Linked DNA regions of Cyprinus carpio: region 1 is linked to region 2. A link is a contact called in public Hi-C data. All regions are on one chromosome and are shown on one strand. The core of a region is the stretch at or near the end of the contact, and the rest is flanking DNA. Distances in the headings are between cores, read along the strand shown.

Region 1 (6,945 bases), core at 3,072-5,571, 44 kb after region 2:
GCTGGCGCTCACCTATTTTGTTAGTTTTTTGGTAATTTTTTCCCCAATTTTTTTTTTTTAACAGAAAAACTTCTGTATAGCAAAAAAAAAAAAAAAATTAAAAAAATCACTCTGGCGAGTAAACTAAAAAATTTACTAGCCAATGGTGATTCAATTGCCAAGGTGTTCGTAGAGGGTTGTGTGAGAATGTTTTTTTTGTGCAAGACGTGTAAAGAGCACTACCTCTGTTCTGTCCCTTTTATATTTATATATAATAAGTTTCCTCAAACAGAGTACTAGCAATAGGTGTGAACAGGCCTTTACTCAGACAGAAATGTATGTTCTAGTACAGAAAACACTACAAGAACACTAAATGTATCCTCTATAAGTGAAGCGTAAGACTGCAATAAACGCAATTTTAAGAAGTGTCACATTTCACACTCAAACACCACTGAGACACTCCCTCAGCGAGCGTTTAGGTCGCCACATGCACCCTAGATCTTTATTTTAGCCTGCCGCGGACTCCCACGAGAGGCTATATTTGTCACAATAAAGCTCCAGAGGACCTCATGAGTCTTTGGGAGTCTACTTACAAGCATGAGCTCGTCGAGTGGACATTTCCAACCGGAAGAATGCCAGTCAAGAGCGTGTTTGAGGAGCGCCAGCTCAGCACTAAAGTCATTCTGGCCCCAGATGTTGGTCTGTTGCTAATTTGAGGGCAGCCCCGGAAAGGTCAGTTTTAGAGCTCTGACAGGCCACCATTAACAGAGACAGGCCAATGAATCACATGCTTTTTATAGGACACAAACGAAACATTAGACACTTCACCAAACCAAAACGTGTTGCATAAATCACACAAAATGTGTTTTACCTGCTAAGAAAACCTGGTCTGAACATTCAGTGTTTCACAAAATAATAATAGTATCGTCTCCAGCATTGGATAGCCATCTAGAGTGGTCAAAGCCCTGCCACATCCGCTGGAAACGCAAACAAATTAATTACGATTATGTGAGCTGGGAACACCCAATGGAAGCACACAACTGTGTCAAGCACACAGGAATCTCCAGACCCCTGCGCAGACACACCGGACAGCGCTGGAAAACCACGCCGCTGTTTCACAATGTCAAGCTCCGATTGCATGTCTGCTGAGAAATATTAAGCAATTCAGTCCGCATTCACAAATGACATAACGAATGACTACTGTAATAAATCACATTTAATATTCCAAGGTCTTTGGAAATCATCTAGATCTGGAAGAAAGTTTGCTGCAACAAATGTAAACAAAAATCATAAGGGCCTATTTGCATTTTTCACTTTGTGCATTTTCTCTGATCCAGTTTGTTAAAACGCTTCTGTTTACACTTCGCCACATAAATATAAATCAGTGTTTCAATACCCACGCTATTTGCAAATTCAACAGAGTTGAGTTGCAGATGCATGCACGAGCCTCAAACTACCTCCTGAAGAGGTTTGTACGATCAGACTACAATCTGCGTTTCGAAACACCATCCAGTCAAAAAAATGCATGGAGTGGCCAAGCGTAGACCCAAAGTCACGCTGCCTTAAGGTTTTCTCTGCGAGCTCAGCTGTCAAGCCATTATTAATCTTTGTATAATATGGACCCCCAATGTCACTTTTTTTTTTCCATGTTTCAATACGTCCACCTGCCCCACTAAGACAATATCAGCCAGGCTGATTCCCACAAAAAGTCTAAACATTGTGTCTATGTGGCATCAAAACATTACTGTGTTTGTTTGAGAATCCCAACCAGCCCGACACAGCAATACCAGCTCAACCAACTGTGAGTTTGGAGCAGAAGAATTCAATTTGCCGTCTAATAAAAAACTGGCAGAGTGTTTAGGAAACCAGTTCGAAAACAACCATTATTATATTTTATTTTGGTGCCGACAGTGGTGTATAACGTTCACACTTTCTTACGTTTAACAATCAAAAACAGCTCAAGGAGATGCACTGATCTCTCTATGAAAACATTTTCAGCGGATGAGTTGTCCTACTATTACTCAAGAGAACATCTGCTTCAACAGCAGTGTCAGAAACAGGCACGGTTCAACACCTGTTGTTCTCATCAGGACTGTGTCACCTGTAACAGTGACTCCAGGACACATGAACACACAATGACTGATGCTCCTGTTCTCACCTGAGGGGAACAGTGGTAAATGAATAAGCTCAGTGACGTAAAACATTGGTTTGGAGTCACTGTCAATCCCTTTATAGCTCAGAAACACCAAAGAGACAGAGGATAAAACTGGAAAAACAACCAGGCTAATTAAAGGTAACACCATGTGACTAACCATACCCTTTAACCCTTTTGCTTTATTCACATTTAAACATCAATATCTCAAATTTAAACATCTCATGCACTGGTTATTTATATAGTTAATAATGTAACAGGAAATAACAAGCATTAAACTAGTCTTGTCAAATGATTAATCATGATTGATTGCATCCAAAATAAGTTTTTGTTTACATAATATATGTGTGTGTGTGTGTAATGGGTATATTTATTATGTATATAAATAAACACATATATTTAGCAAATATTTACATGTATATATTCATATTAAATATATGTAAACGTAAAATTTTTCTTAAATGTATACATGCATGCGCGTGCATTTACATAATGAATATACACAGTACAAACACATATATGATATACACAAAAACTTCTATTTTGGATGTAATCAGGTGACAGCACTATCTCACGTAAGAGTTGTGTGTGCTCAGAAGAGACTTTAGTAACTCTCAAGTATTATCCTGGAAAACCGAGCTCACAAAGGCATGCATTTTTTTTTCTCCAGCAGTTTTTTTAGGTTTCAGGTTTAGGTTCATCTCTCATTATCTTTACAGTCTCAAAGCCTGCAGCTCATATTGCAGCAAATCCTGCGCTTGCAGTCTTCCAGCTGAAAACAACTGCCAGTCAACCAGCAGACGCTCATGAAATTCACACATCATCATAACACAGAGCTGAACATGAGACTCGGGCTCCGACAGCACACTCGAATATGAACTGAACATATGCAACATTAGAAACACACACGTGACCCTGAATCACAAAACCTGTCATAAGGCTCAATTTTTGAAAATTAGATTTGTACATCATCTAAAAGCAGAATAAATAAGCTTTCCATTGATGTATAGTTTCTTAGGAAAATAAGACAAGATTTGGCTGAGATACAACTATTTGAAAATCTGGAATCTGAGGAAGCAAAAAAATCTTAATTACTGAGAAAATCGCCTTTAAAGTTGTCCAAATGAAAACTAATCAATTTTTGACACTAATCAAAAATTATTTTTTTAAATATTTACGATAGTAAATCCACAAAATATCTTCATGGAATATGATATTTACTTAATATTCTAATGATTTTTGGCATGAAAGAAAAATTGATAATTTTGACCCATACAATATATTGTTGTCTATTGTACTTATGACTTTATAACGACAACGATATACAAATAAGCAAAACATAAAGGGGAAAATATACAATCAGATGTGTGTTTGTCAGCTAACGTACGTTTTTTCAAACAACTTTTTTAAACCAAGTCGTGAGCGTTAAATTAGATATCGGTTTATTTGTAAACTTTTAACTAGTTTAGCCTGCACTTTTAAACGGTTCTTTCAGAAAAGCAAAAATAAAGAAACCGTTGGAGATTTTTTAAATCGCCTGAGTTATAACTGTCACTTTCAGTGAGACTGTATTCAGTTTCTCACACTTAATCTTTCACACACATAAGTTACCAAACAAGGAGCTCTGTCCGAGAGAAGTTTAGCTAACGTTATATCGCTAACGTGTAAAGTTTCTCCAAATGCATCTTACGACAGAAACGCGTCTGAAGAAGAGTTTGGGGGTTATTTTTACCTGTTGTGTGAAGCGTTCACGTCCGCAGCAGTCCCTCCATGATCAGCGCCTGGACTCTCGCTGCTCTTTAAAGAGCTCCTCGTCCATTCCTGAGCACTGGGACACGGGTTATCGCTGGTTTTCTCTGCGAGCGGCGGCTCGGCGAGGCTCTGCTGCAGTAATGCGGTCTGGATCGAGCCGGGACCGGACACCGTGAGGAGGTGCAGCGCTGCGGTCCCGCTCTCGCATTTATCCAGATCCACGCTCCTCACCTTCCGCCTCCACTGCGAACTCTCCCCGGGATTTCTCTTCACTTTCCCGCTGCTGTTCGAAAGTGTAGAGCCGCTGGAACTGTCCTGAAGTCCGTTCCCGACGCTTGTGCCGCTACTGGAGTCTAATAATCCGCCTAACGACAACGTCCGGCTCCCCGCCGTCGCCATTTTCTGTCCTGAATTTTTGCCACTTAATAGACTCTATGAGAGAGGGAGTGGCGGGAATCTGTGGGAGGATGAGAGGGAGGGGCGTCCGGGTCGATGGGCGGAGTCGTCTGCAAAAAGTGGGAAGGGCTAAAGGGAAGGGACTCCTTTGGGAAATTACCTGCTACGTGCAGTGTCACAGAAATTAAAGGGGTCTTGATCTTTTGAAATTTATGTCGCAATCTATGAAATCATACTGTAACAATTTTTCAGAACTCAAAACTCCCAGTCCAAAGACAATAGTTTATTTATTTATTCGGGTTATTATTAGTATTACTATGTCAAAAAATTTCGACACAATATGTCCAGACATCACCTCAACAAGCTTAATGACTTGAAGTATCACTGAAGTATCAAAACTACAATGAAGGAGGGACCCAAGAGTCAATATGAAGTCTTGGAAGTGGCCTCTTTTGACCAGAACTTAAGAAAACCAATTAAGAAACCAATTAGCAACACATTAAAAAGTACCGTAGTAATCTTTAAACAGCTCTGGAAACCCAGTATGCCATGTTGATGTGATTTTGGTAACAAAAAAATAAATAAAATAAAAATAAAAATATACAAATATATATTTTAGACATTAGACATTTAGTCATTTAGCAGACGCTTTTATCCAAAGCGACTTATATTTTAACTTACTGACAAAGACAGAAAATATTTATAGCAATAAATAAAACAAAATGAAGAATAAAAAAAAAATGCATGCGTGTCATAGAGATTTATGGGAAATGTAGTTTTGTTGCGCATGTCAACTCATGAGCAGTCTATTTATGTTATCAAATGTTATCATTATTGGTCATCACCATTATATGAATTGTATACACCTACTGTAAAGTTCAGGAAAAAAGTTTAAATGAAATACAGAGTTTAAAAGAAAATTTGACATAATCACAGCATTCATGTGCGCTCATGAATACAATAATTCAAAGAAGTATAAGCTTTAAAAAACAGAATTGCCCACAATTACACATCAGCAAAAGTGGCCCATCTAATTAAAACGAGCAGTGAGAAGTTAGTAGGTTACTTTAGAATTGTAGGATACTTTTATTCCTATTCATCAAAAGAAGAAGAAGATAATGACATAAGCATCATATGAAAGAGGAAAGATGCTTTGTGTAGCACCTAAGGCTCTGCACACACTTCTGAAGCTCCTAAGGCTAAATTTAGGTTTGTTAAATTTGTCATTTATGATGGCACTTGATGTCTGGCTTTAACAGTCAGAGATCAATAAACAATTTCAAAGCAGTGTGTACTTGCAAAAACTATATGTCAGGCAGGCACTTAAATCTGCTCCGGCTCCATCACTGCTGCAATGACTGAAAAAATCCTGAAAAACAGGGCACAATAAGTGTATTCATATGAATAGATTTTCCATGTTATTTATTTGATTTTGATTTTTTTTTAAAACAGTGATCATTACAAGTGGTTTTTATTTAAAAAAAAAAAAAAAAAAAAACCTTGGGATTTAAACACAAATGCATTCATTTTCCGGGTAGATCTGACCATTCAGAGGGTTTCCATCCCTCATGGGAAGCCTCCTTTCGCTATCTGGTGTATAGTCTTAATTGTTCTGGCACAGGGCAGAAGCTACGCACGCAGTTAATATTACAAACACTGTACATCACTTTGATGGGCCGAGATGTTAAACTGCTGTGCTGTATGACATGTGAAAGAGTGTTCAACCGATTTAATCAACAACATCTGAACATTTACCTAATTATTTGACTGGATTACACTTAGAATGTTATTTCTCTCATATCTCCCCTCAATAAGAGCACTTTAACCAAGAAAACTTACCATTATCTTACCATTGTTTCATTTTTAATTCATCAACAAAACCTCTGGAAAATCAATGAAAAACACAGTTACACAAGACATAATCCTGACACCAACCAAGTGTGCTTTAGTTTAAATCATGACAAGAGATGTAATTATTTAAAACATACTTCAAAGTGAAACTTTTAAATAGATAATATTACAAAAACTTGTGTGTATTAAGAAGCAGTCATGAAAGTCTAAGTGACCTTACAATATATGTATATTATGTATATTATATTATTTGCCATTTCTAAAAATATATATATTTTTTATTATTTTAAAGAACACTATTAAGTGCACATTCAGTAAATGAAAAACACTTTCACAAGAGTATGCTTCATGTAGTATTATTTTTAAAGAAAAAACACATAGTAACTCCACTTTATGGAACAGAAAACATATATTTAGAAGATAAATGCATTTTTTTTCTGGGTTTGAAAATCATGGTTCAATTGAATGTACATGTATTTTTTGTCTGAACTGCAAGCAGTGTAAAATCACTGCAATCAGCAAAATAGGTTTTTGAAAGCAGAAGTCCTGTTGGTTGAGGACCGGTTTAGGGCGAGGGCTGCGGCACGGAGGAAGCAATTTCCTGTTCAAGTAGATTCACTCCATCAGTAAGCGCTATTCTTAGCCAGTCAGGCTTCCTGCAGCTTCTGCATTTCCTGCTCACGTTGACCACAACACAAAGTATTTCTGCCTCAACGTGTGCAGTGTCAGCACTACTGATCTCAAGTGTGGGTCAAACAAAATGAGAAAGACAAAAATGGTGAGTGATGAATAAAATAACGGTGCAAGAAAAAAGC
Region 2 (7,314 bases), core at 2,380-4,879:
TTTTTAGTTCAGAAACTGATGTCTAATCAGATTACTTATTCCAAGTAACTAGTAAAGTAATGCAATACTTTTACATTTACAACAAAATATCTGAGTTACTTTTTAAAAATTTTTTTTTTTTTTAAGTTTTTTCAAAACTTTTTTGTTGTCTGATACATAAGGCATACAAAACGTGAGTTTTGCAGTCATCATCTGATTGGTGGAATACTATCGGTTTATCGGTAGAAGTGTGTGTCCCTTTCTTTAGCCCTATTCGGACTGGATTAGTTTTATGGGGTAATGTAATTTTACCACAGGACGTCTGTAATATTACAATTCGCACGGGATTAGAAATCTCAGTAAAACTATCAGAAGTGGGAGGGGTAACCGGGTCATGTGTGTTTTACATTACTTCCTGAATGAGATATTTTTGTACATGTGCAAACACGCAACATGGCGCCAACGAGAAAAACTTGAAATTGGACCAGGGAGGAAACACCGTTTAATTTTAGAAGCATCGACTTTGATTGGCTGCTTTAAACATCGGTCACACAGCCATTTGGGCGGCCTTAGCCAATCAAAGCTGCTTTGGGTTTAATTTTTGATGTTTTGTGTTTGTTTGGCTGTTTTAGACTAAGGTTAAATCTACAATCCTGATACTTGTTCTGGAACACATTTTTTTAATTAAAATGTATTGTTTTAATTTAATTTTTTTTTTTTTTTTATTTTTATTTTTTGAGTTTAATGTAATGACTTATTTATAAAAATGTGTTTACAGGGTTGCAAAAATGATAAACTTTTATAATAGTTCATATTAAATAAATTAAGAACAGAAGCACAGTAAGATTTGGATGCATTTCTGTACCTCTCCACAACGTTTTGGGCCTGGTTGCAGTCTCCACCAGATACGATATGAGGGTAGAATTCAGCAGGAAACTCCAGTAAGAGCCTGTCGATCAGACACAGCCGACCCAGCAGTGCTTGCCAGTTATTGGCCTCCGTTTTAGAGCCCAAGATACAGTTCAGGACATAGTCAACTCCACCAATACCAATAGAGCCTGATGGACAATCAGAGATGAAAACATCTTTATTTAAATATTACAGAGAGAAAGAGAAGAAAAGAATGCCTGCAAAAAGGAACAGTTCCTTAAAAACTCATTACTCATTCCAAACCTGTGTTTTAAAGTACTATTTTATACAAGGCATTTATAATAGCTTCATGAGAGGTATACTTATTATTCACTATAAATCTTCTACCATGTCTGTGACAGGTCTTGGCATACACAAGTAAGATTTTGAGTGCTATGGTGGAGTGTCAATAACAAATGTAAGCTTCCCGTTTCTCACACAAAGCTAATGTATATGTGAATCACGATTTGCATACTTATGCAGTATTCTACGTGGTATACTTATGCTCGTAATATACAGTGTGAAAGTGTGGAATATGATTTGTACCTGCTTTGAGGATTTCTCTTCCCACAGCGAGCTCCCCCATCTGCCCTTTGCACAGTTCCAGCAGAGTGGAGACGGACAGCTGACTGGTGCGACTACAAGCACAAAAAACACACACACACTCAGTTAACTCACTCCAAAAGAGCTTTCAAAGTAAACAACAATGTGAGGCCTTTTTCTGAACTGATATAGGGTGAATTCTTTTTCTGAACAGAGATAATATTGCAAATAAGTCTGATACTTGCTCATAAAAAAAAGCAGAATTGAAAAATATTAGTGTGTGGTGATGCCCACAACAAAGAAAGATTATAAAAGACAACCATTATTACCTTTAGAATAACACGCACACCTAAATCATTCACAATTAGACCAGGAAGATGTGTGGTGGAGCAATTAGTACACATTTTGATTTCATATTAAAAATCTTAAAAAAAAAAAAAAAAATTAATAAATAAAAAATATATATATATTATATAATAATAATTTCAGCACTTCAGCAAACACTAAAATGTATTATTCAACTGTGTTTGTTACAGCGCCTGGCCACTAGGTGGTGATAGCTTGTTAACTTCAGACCAGGGCGTTTGTCTATTAGTTTGTTCATTTTTTTTTTGTTTGTTGTAAAATTTGATCTATGTCATATCTTTTGTTAGGTGTTTTGATGTTAGCGTCTGCACACTTGAGCAGGATGGTCTCCACCACGGGCCGCAGCAGCTGCTGTAATCGCGTCCGCTCGGACACAGAGTGACAGGGGGTGTAGACCAGCATCGCTCGCAGGGTTTTCTGAAACAAACAACAACTCTTAACATGGATCAACACAAGCAAAAACAAACAATGTTGCCATGTTCAGGACTGTGGCTTGTGTTGTGGCTTCTCTAGTCTTCAGTTTAAGTTTTCTGTTGCTTTAGCCTCATGACCCAAAGAGAGTTGTGCAATTAGCTGAAATATTGAAAGTGCATATAAATTAGCTGCTGTTCTAAACAAAAAGTAGCTTTAAGGGTTTTCTGCCAAAATAAAAGCTTAATCATTTAACATTTAAAAACTATGAATTGGTCACTTTCTTTTAAGGTCTAATTCTCGCTATAAACAAACCATTAACTACGACTTTTGCCTCAAACTCCTAATTAGCTGCTTATTAATAGTTAGTTAGGTAGTTGTTAGGTTTAGGTATTGGGTATGATTAGAGATGTAGAATATGCTCATGCAGAATATGTGCTTTATAAACACTAATAAACAGATAATGTTTTAATAATAGGCATGCTACTAAACAACTAAACTATTAAACTATTAAAACAACAACTATTATTATACTCATTTTACATTTAACATTAAATTACAACATTTTTGGCCTAATTGCAGAGCCCTACCAACAAGTACAGCAAACATGGAGCTTTTATTAAAAAACAATGACAACAACATTAAATAAATCACAATAATCCGAAAAATCTCAGTTAATTTTTAAATTCCAAAACATGCAGCCATACACGGAGCATAATATTTGTTTAGTTTTGAGTGCTAAGTTTCTAAAGGTTTCTTCAAGTCACACAACCTGGTTAACTTGCCTAGCTTTTACAAAGTGACTTGTAATTGACATCAGCAATAAAAGAGTTAAGTGGTAGTTAAGTTTTGAAAGTTGATAAGCCTCTTTACTATGTTAGCCTACACACACAAGTATATGTTCAGCTGTATTTTATTATTTGCATGAACACTGCGGTCAGGACAAGGCTGTGATGCTCCAGTCTAGAAGCACTGGACTCTACACCAACAGTGCAGTACAGTGAGTGTGAGAAACGGTTCACCCTGACCCGACTCCAGAGAGAGCTGGGAGTGGTGACTGATAGCACATCGCACTGGAGCGCGGCCCGGCATTGATTAACCCACCATACACTCCCTCCTGAAAACAAACACATTCTACCGCCTACACACTCACACAACACTAAAGGCTCAAATAATGCTCTTCTCCCTGCAAAAAAAGAACTCCAAGTCAAGAATAAATAGTGAAACGTGACATTTTAACTCGCCGCATTTAATACATAAGCAGACTTCAGATAAACGTCACTATGCTGTAGTGTTTACAGAGCAGTCTAACACAAGGTAACATCCCGAAAGCTTTAGTCTGTAGTATTTTTAGTTCATAGAGATGGCCCTCTTTTTGGTGCGTGTTCTAGGAACACAGGAAAACTGCTGGAAAGCCCCGAAAAGACAAAACGCTTGTTGTTTTTTTCATAGAGGCGGCTCACTGGAGCACAGAGCCCGAGGGAAAAACACCATCCCAGAAGTCCAAGCAGCAAGAGCTATTGTTTTTTTGTTGTTTTTTTAAAGGAAGAGAAATAGGTTAAGAGACAAAGAAAAAAGAAACCTTTCTTTTCCAGCTTCAGTCTGAGGATCCCCGCTGTTTCCAGACTTCCTGGTTTGAAGTGAACTTTAAAACTAGCCAGCGTGGTTTGTTGCACTTTAGAACTCAGTACGGTTCTGATAACCTCCGATCAAAGTTGACCAAAGGGAAAAAACTTATCTAGACTGCTTTTATATCTAGCAGAAATACATGGATATCAGCCAGAACAAAAATGAACATTTTGGCAAAAGTTAAAAAAAGCATTAATGGCCTGATTTCTGTTTTATTTCTTGGGAATTTTGTCATTTTTCTATTGGCTGAACAGTGTTAATGATAAAGTTTTAAGTTTAGTTTAGCTTTCTAAATACTGTAAGCCATTTTTCATCTCATGAGTATGACAGCCTCAAAGTGATCGGGAGTATTTGTTTGTGGTGCACTAAGTGAAGAGCATCAATGGTTTCTATTTACATGTTTTTGAAGCATAAAGATTGCACTTTATGTACAATTTCTTTATATTGTTACCTTTAAATAAATATATTATAAATGCTTCTTTTGTGTTTATTTGCTAGAAAACAGAAAGTGAATGCTATGTATAGATATTTTCTAATTAGATTAAAATTATTTGTTTAAATTAGGTTTAATAAGATTATTTTTAGAAATAAACAATGTACTTCATAACAACAATCTTGTCTTTCGTGGGTGACAAACAAAAGCAAATATATTTAAATACATTTCGAATATAGTAAAAATGTGGAGAAATAGAGATTTTTAGCTATATCATCCAGCCCAGTTTGGATGTGTCCTTGGCATGATGGAGATCAACTGGACTGTACTCTACAGAGCAGGACTTTTCTGAATGTGCCTCAATTAAGACCAGCTCACGCAAACATCCACATTAGCGCTTAAAAACTGAATTCGACAAAGCTAAAGACAAAAGGGTACCAAGACAATGTTTTGACGCGAGACTACTTTAACCTGATGACTGTAGGAGCTCTTGGTGAAGAGTTGGTGCAGTATTGTGCAATTTCCTTCCCAGCACTGTGCAATCTCTCTATGATCATAACAGAAGCATCACGCTGTAAGCGTCTCATGTGACTGAAGTGTACACATGATCACAGCAGCGGTCAGACATGTGAAACACTGGTCAAGGGAGAACGCATGTGACAGCACTTCACCAGTCAGCATGCACGACACTTGGGCATAATAAAGACTGGAGCATTTGAATAATAAAGACTTCTGCTTCACATAAGTGCTTAAACAACTCCGAAAGCACGTACGCTATGCATGTAACCTGAGATGTAGCGCATGAAACCAGTGCAGCCTGATTAATGCACACACTGATTCATTGTCATGTCTAACAGGCAATGTGCTATTGTACTACTGTACAATACAGTATTGTTGTGATGTTTTTGTATTTTGACACTATTTATATGTGTCCTAAATCTGCCTTTAGATCAGGGATTCTTGCAGGTTTGATGAAGGTAAATTTAAGACTTTTTAAAGAGCTTTTTAAGAGCAAGTAAAGAAAATTATTTGTACTGGAAATCAACAATACTGAGCAAGATATACATTTTTCACTTCATGCAACATTAAATGCCATGACTTCCTGAATTTAAGTCTTCCTGCTCTGATTGAAGTCTTTTAAGGCATTAATTTGCAGAAGGGTGGATTAAGACGTGCAGAAACCCTGCCACACACTTTAGCAGAGGCAAGGGTGGTGTCAAGAATACAGAGGTGTAGCATCTCACCAGTGCTGCCACATAGACTTTGTAGACGGGGTCAGCGCAGACCATGGAGAGCACGCTACAGCAGGACTCCACCACCACGTCTCCGGACACCTCCCCTGCAGCTGTCCCAAGCCCCGCACCCGCCCCGGCCAATGAATGCTCGCCATTGGCTAAGAGGAGGGCGCCGCTCACGTCATGTGACAGCCGCCGAAGAGCCATTTCTCTGATGTTCCAGTTTCGGGAAAAGAGACAGCCGACCAACTCCAAACCAAACACCTGAGAGAGAGCATGAACACACAAAACCACACAGAGGAAGTCAGCCGGACAGTCATGCCAACGGTGATAACAAAATAGAACAGTAAGAATAAAAATTTTCTTGCAGCGTGACATTTTCATGACCATTAAGAACTAAAAACCATCATAACGTATACTTATAAGTTCACTTTTTTTTTTTTTTTTTTTTGCATTACAGGAATGAGAATTTAGATGAAAACACAAGTCAAGCAGGTCAGTTTATGTGAGATGATCTTTAATAAGTAGTGAGTTTTGTAAATATTGATGGCCGGCAATTATTTTTATGGCCAATAATTAAATCAATCCCGTTCTGTCCATCCAAAACGAAATCATTTACTCACCATAATGTTTTCTGTAACCTGCAGGACTGACTGACTTCTGTGGAGCACAGAAGATATTTTGAAGAATGTTGGTAACCAAACCGTTTCAGTTCCCACTGACATTAATTTTTATGCTCATACAATGGAAGTCAATGGGGACTGAAACTGGTTACCAACATTCTTCAAAATATCTTCTTTTATGTTCCATAAAAGAAAGAAAGGCATACATGTTTACATACAAACAACATATGGTTGAGTAACTGACAGAATTATAATTTTTGGCCAGACTATCCTTTTAGGCTACAGTGGATCATTAGGAAGAAAAAGAAGGTCTTCTGATGGCTTTGTAATAGAAAGTGAAGAGTTATCAGTCTGGAGAAGGCTACAACGATATTTCTAAGGCCTCTTTGGCTCCAACAAACCACAATCAGAGCAATTTTATCCAAATGAAGAGAGTTTGAAATAGTTGCACAAGGAGTGATCGCCCTGCCAAAATCCAAGGTACAAAATTATCCAGAAATCACAAAGAACCCAAGAACAACCTCCAAAGACCTTCAGGCCTATCTAGTGTGATGGTTTTGCTGATGCAAGCAGTAAATTCTGCTCTGAATCAGTGAATTCTCCAGGAGAATGTGAAGTGATCAGTCCAGAAACTGCAGCTGATACACTATTGGGTCAACACAATGATCCAAAACATACAAGCAAACAAAATGTTTTAAAGCTACAGCATTTTTATCCCCGTCAGAATTCTTTCACAAAGGTGTGTAACGTTTGCTGCAGTAACTGGTGATCACCTTCACACAAGTGTTATATAAAAAGTGTCTTTTTTTGTTCATGAATGGTCATGTTAATGCATTTTTGTCTGAAGACCATAAGCATGATCTTATCTGTGTATAGTTTGCAGGTTGAGCGCACCTTGATCCAGGGTTCGGCGAGCTCTGTGTACGTCTGTGGGATGTGCTGCACTCCATACTGTGGGAGCGAGAGGTCGCTCTCCTGTCCCGTTCTCGAGCTCTCGGTATGAAGAGATGAAGACATTGAAGAAGAAGCAGCTGTTTGACTCTGGGAGCGGTTTGTTGTGCTTTCCACTGTAGATGGTGCTTCATAACTACACACACCAATACACAGACAAACAGCTATCAGATTATTTGTCCAAGCAACATCCATGATACACTACTGTACTACTTTTCTATTGCGCGTTCTTTTC

The links. A called contact is a pair of places that touch in the nucleus more often than the background predicts.
Region 1: a contact with region 2 is called in a Hi-C map of liver, with 7 times the contacts expected there. The contact joins the promoter of map3k1 here to the enhancer-like site in region 2. A contact is called at or near these places in 7 of 8 Hi-C or Micro-C datasets (liver and skeletal muscle).

Annotation. Positions count from the first base shown.
Region 1 is chrB10:3,101,220-3,108,164 of ASM1834038v1, forward strand. It overlaps map3k1 (mitogen-activated protein kinase kinase kinase 1), which reads right to left and starts at 4,322. Exons shown (of 20, transcript XM_042732111.1): 1 at 3,864-4,322. The coding sequence starts at 4,282.
Region 2 is chrB10:3,058,357-3,065,670 of ASM1834038v1, forward strand. map3k1 (mitogen-activated protein kinase kinase kinase 1) reads right to left here. Exons shown (of 20, transcript XM_042732111.1): 9 at 7,023-7,215; 10 at 5,515-5,769; 11 at 2,095-2,214; 12 at 1,435-1,528; 13 at 845-1,037. Among protein-coding and RNA genes, the nearest start is that of hmgcs1, 20 kb to the left of the region's middle. Within about 2 kb of position 3,630, at least 2 of the 8 cell types and tissues checked have an H3K27ac peak or open chromatin away from gene starts, as enhancers often do. A contact at or near this core is called in liver, where this site is marked.